Regions from separate parts of the Rattus norvegicus genome. Here region 2 is linked to region 1. A link is a contact called in public Hi-C data. All regions are on one chromosome and are shown on one strand. Each heading gives the region's core, a stretch centred on a gene start, on an enhancer-like site or on the middle of the called end of the contact. The rest is flanking DNA. Distances are from core to core; before and after follow the strand shown.

Evidence for each region. Hi-C and Micro-C count contacts between places; a contact is called where the count stands out from the background.
Region 2: a contact with region 1 is called in a Hi-C map of Schwann cells, with 9 times the contacts expected there. The contact joins the enhancer-like site here to the promoter of Klhdc10 in region 1. A contact is called at or near these places in 4 of 12 Hi-C or Micro-C datasets (the A7r5 cell line, the Rat2 cell line, Schwann cells and 1 more).

Annotation. Positions count from the first base shown.
Region 1 is chr4:59,987,439-59,990,100 of GRCr8, reverse strand. Klhdc10 (kelch domain containing 10) reads right to left here and starts at 1,330. Exons shown (of 9, transcript NM_001017456.1): 1 at 1,100-1,330. The coding sequence starts at 1,256.
Region 2 is chr4:60,586,357-60,589,018 of GRCr8, reverse strand. No RefSeq gene overlaps it. Among named protein-coding and RNA genes, the nearest start is that of Mir3556a, 30 kb to the left of the region's middle. Within about 2 kb of position 1,343, at least 7 of the 93 cell types and tissues checked have an H3K27ac peak or open chromatin away from gene starts, as enhancers often do. A contact at or near this core is called in the A7r5 cell line and Schwann cells, where this site is marked.

The DNA.
Region 1 (2,662 bases), core at 81-2,580:
ATAAAATCCCCTTTGTTATCTTCAAATTAATCAACTGACTTTTTTACTACCTAGGAGAACATGTCACAATAGTAAACACAATTCAGAAAAAATTAGGTTCTCAAAACTATCTAGACAAATATATCACTGATACAATCAACTTAACATTAGTCACACATACAAAAAAAAACATGGCGAAGGTCTAATACATCATTCCTGACAATTCTCTTCACGGTAAAAAAAAAAAAGAAAAGAAAAGAAAAACACGATTGCCCAATATGATTGACATTCTGTGCAGGATTACCATCCTTTTAACAGACTGAAAATGTGTATGCTTTTCACAACTGTTTACACACATATAGATTTGACTTTGGGCTTTTTATTTTTTTAAGGCATGTGAACTCAAAGACCAAAACATGAAATATAGCAATAGGTATATTTTCCCAATTTTCAGTTTTGATACCGGGATAACATCATTTCATTTCTTTATATTCATAATCTTCATTTCCCCCTTTTAAAATCTAGACACTATTATCCATTCTGTCTCTGTACATCCCCAAATATTACTGATTCAACCGTTTCCCTTAATCTTCTTGGTTTTCTTTCCCATATACTCCCTAGCCAACACACACACACACACACACACACACACACACACACACACACACACACACTTTCACATGCTCATTCCATTTCAAAACACCCAACCAACTCTTACAGTTGGTTGGCTTTTTTTTTTTCTTTCAAACAAAATCACTCCTATATTGCTCTTGTTTCCTCTCCTTAATTTGGCACTCCTTTTGAAATAATTTTACACACCAAAACACCAATGTCTTTCTTTCACAACATCAATCTGCGGAAGGGGAAAAGATTAGGAACCGGGGAAGTGAAACATTTGGGAATGTCAAAGAGACAGCGACCTCTCCTTCGGGAGGAAAATACAACTCTCATCACCGAGCTGTCGACATAGTGAGACTTTTCTTCAGGCGTGCTCCGGTTCCCCTCCTGACCTCAACGCCACCTTCCTGGTGCTCTGCTTCCCTGTCCTCGGCTGTGTGTCCGAGGGGCAGCAGAGCCCGGCGGCCGCCACCTTCTCGCCGGCAGCGGCCCCACCACTCACCTGGCAGGTGCGGACGTCCGGAGAGCTGCACGAATCGGTTGAGCTGTCCGGTGCCCCGACCCCCGCCGGCCGCGCCGGCCCCGCTAACCCCGCTGGCCCCGCCGGCTGCGCCTCCTCCCCGCCGGCGGTTCCGGTCCCAGCCCTGGGCAGCCGACATGGCCCGCTAACGATTGCCGCAGCCCGGTCCCGGCAAGCCCCTGCCCCGATAGCGCGAGCCGAGCCTCCTTCCCGGGCTCCTCAAGAGACCCGGGAGACAGGGGCCGGGGGAGCGCCGAGCTCACCAGCAACCAATGGCTGGCCGCCTTGGTGACATAGAACCAATGGGCAGTCGTTTTCTTGGCAGGTGGAGGGAGGCGGGGAGAGACGTGGTAACCATAGCTATAGCTAAAAGAGGTGGGGGGGAGAAAGGCATAAACAGCCGCTCACTGAGCGCACCAATTCTCAGGAGCTAGCCCGCTTAGCTGGGAGGCTGGGTGCTCAGACCAGACAGTCGAAAGCCGAGTGAGGAGGCTACGCCTGAGGAGACTCCCAAGCAGGGCCGCTGCCCCGGCATGGTCGGTACTCCGGAACTCTGCCCATAAGCATTGTATTTAGAAGTATCATATGTACACAATGCATGTACTTGGTGTAGGTACATCTGTCTGCAGCTATGCCGACTGAGACCCGGTCTGCGGACTGTTGCCACACACAAAGGGCTCACGGGAGGTGGGGGCGGAGGGGCGGAGTCAGATGAAATCTAAAAAAACTCCCGGCTTTCATCATTTGTTTTGTTTCATAGTGGCACTGCCGGGACTCTTCGCCGTCGTAAGCCACGTCAAGAGCAAACCTGATTAGCAAATACCGAAAACTGTTCGATCTTAGAGTAATCATAGAAACACAAATGAAAATTCCAGTAAGAAACCTTTCAGGCTTCACATACATCAATGAAGATCTTTAAATATCACACAGCTTCTGTAAAAAAAAAAAGAAAGAAAGAAAGAAAAAGATACTCTCATAAATGACCAACGATCATGTAAATGTTTCTACTCACAAAAACAAAACAAAAAAAAACCTCAATTGTTTTACAATATACACAACGACAGAAAATGAAACGGACGATGTGATTTTAAAATGTAAAGATCAGAACTTCCTATCGTTTCAAAATTAAACAGAAAATTTGGCTTAGGACTCGGGGAGGCGCAGTGCACAGTGGGAAAATGCAGATACACATTGCTGTTTCCAAATAAGGAAAAAACATAATTTTCTCAAGGGGGACAAAACCTTTCAAGATTAGCTGACCCTCTTGATGTTTCACACATGAGAACCTCACACGTTGGATTTTTTTTTTTTTTTTTTTTTTTTTTTTAAGGATTGGGGTGGAGAAGGAGAGAATGCTGAGACCAGAAATACCCTTTGACCTCAGCAAATTTCTTGTCGCCAGGAGATTTTGGTTTTGTCCCCACACCCAGTTTCTGTAGGAAAATTAGTATTTTATCCTCTATGCATTATAATACAGTTTATTGAAATGTTTGACATCTGAAAAAAGAGGAAACCAGCGATGCTAGGGGTGTAGGTAGCTCAGAT
Region 2 (2,662 bases), core at 94-2,593, 600 kb before region 1:
TCGTTTATATGCAGAATCTACACTCGATGGAAGCAGAGAAGCAGAGTGTAGGGTGGTGATTGCTAGGAGCTGCAAAGATGGTGGAGACGTGGGCTGTTGGTTAAAAGACAGGAAGAAAGTTCCGGAGAGCCAGCCAACAGCATGGCTGCTGTAGTGACTACTCGGCTGCACATCAGAAACTTGCTGAGAGAAGATCTTAAATGTTCTCACCACACACACAGATGTTGACTATGATGGTAGATCACAGGATGCTGACTGACTTGCTGGGGTAGCCATGCTGCCTGGCCACAGCCAAATGAAGTTAGACGTCAATGGTAAGATAAGTGGAAAACCTCCACGTGTGAGGAAAACTTGAAGTATTAACTCACAGAGGAAACCAAGAGAAGGTGGAATATTACAGAAACCCCCATTGGTGGAATTGTATAGCTCTAGACTATTCCAAAATTTAAAAAGGAAGCCATGGAGGACAGACTATAGATTGTGTAAAAATGTATGTTTGATAGCTGGTAGATAGATAGATAGATAGATAGATAGATAGATAGATAGATAGATAGATAGATAGATAATCAATAGATGGATCTGACTAATTAAAGAATTACCTTCAGAATTGAATTTACAGAGTGTATGCAACATTAATAAACGATTACCCGAATTAGAATGTGCAAGCTATTTGGGAAAACACTTCATAAAATAGGATAAGGGAACGGTTGGTCAAGTAAGTACCTGAGAAGAGATCAACATCATTGTTAGTGAGGGAATCATGAGCATGCCGCTTCGCATGTGCTTAGGATGCACATAAGCACATTAGACAAGTGCATGCATTAACTACTGATTCAAAGTTAAAACTGAGACCAACTTTCAAAAAATGTGTCAATCATCACCTACCATGGGGTGGAGCAATTCTACAGCACGTCCCCAAGAGAAATGGAATTCCATCTTCCCCAAATGACTTAGCCACATGTTTATGGCATATTTATTCATAATAAACAAGGTAAAAATAACCCAAATGTTCATCGGACAAATGAGGAAACAGTGATATAATACTCACCAGTGAAAAGGAACGGATTCCTGGTGTGTACGACAGTGCAGAGAAGTCTCCAGAAGACGCATTAGTCAGTCATCCAGAAAGGTGGGAAGAGATGTTGTATACATATGGATAGATTGGATAGATAATAGATAGGTGGCTGGCAGGAGACAGAGGAGAGATGGAGAGGTGGGTCGATGTAATGTAGCTGACGTGGGTAGAGAGAGGAAGAGAAAGCCAGAGTCTGTTGTGACTCTGAGCATTATGGCGACTGAGAAGTCCTGACATCTGGTGGCCACAAGATGGGGACATAGGAAAGCTGCTGCCTCTAACTCAGCCTGATTCCTAAGGCTTGGAAAGCAGGGTGGGGGTGGGGAGTGTTGGTTCTCTAAGCCCTGGAGATGGCAGACCCAGGGATAGGAAGCAGGGGCTGTCCTAGCTGAGGAAAAGAGGTGCCCTACCTCTGCATTTTTGTGCGATGTAAGCCTCGCTCCTAGGATGACATCCATCTACAGCAGTGAGGACAGATCCCACCTACAGATCACAGGCAGTCTACCAGGTTGATGCTAATCTCCTGCAGAGAGAGCCTCGTAGGCCCAGAGATCTTGTTTGCAGGGGCTTTGGCCTTAGCATAGCCAACCTGGCCTGTGAAATTACTGCCACGTATAAGCTGAGTGAAGAAACCAGTCACAAAGGGGGCTCACCCTGTAAGTCCTTCCCCACGAGGTTCACCAATAGGTAAGCCAATCTCTGGTGATGAGTTACTCTGTGTGGGGAGAGTTTACTGGGAAGCAGCACAAAGAAATTCTGGAAGACGGTGGAAATGTTTTCTATGTTGATTCAAGAGCTGCTTCATAGCCACACACACACACACACACACACACACACACACACACACACACACACACACACACTTGGCAAAAGTTCTCAATGTGTACTCACGTCTACATATTTCTCTGCATAAGCTATACCTCATCAAATCGGAATTTTTAGGGCAGAACAGATGGCTCTGTGTGTGAAAAGGACTTGGTGCACAAATGTGAGGACCCGAGCTTGGGTTCCAAAAGCCCATGAAATGCTGGTGCAGTAGCACATCTGTCCCTGGTGTGCCTCCTTTAAGATGGGGGCTGGAGGCAGGAGAATCCTGGGACACTCCAGCCAGCGAGCCTGGCTTCTGAAGCTCTGAACAGTTGAGATTGTCCTGCCTCTACCAGCCACTGTGGCACAGACATGCCCCATCATCCCTCCTCCCTTCTTCCCATCCCTCCCTCCTCCCCCCTCTCTCCCCTTCTTCTCCCTCTCCCTCACCCTCTCTCTCTCATACACACATGCACACACACACACACACACACACACACACACACACACACACACATTTGGAAAAAGTCCTATTTTAAAGTAATTTGTGGAATTAAACCTTAAATTCAATCACAAATATTATTAAAACTCTTCTGCTCTGGTTGTCAGAGAAGCCACACATAGCTAAGGGTATACATACCCAGGTCTTCTAAAGCTTGGGTATGATTTTAAAGGCTTATTGTGGTCAATGGGACCTAACTTCACAAATGTAAATTAGACATGAATATTATTTAAAATTATAAATAGTATCAAATTATTTTTTAAAGAGGCTGACAAATA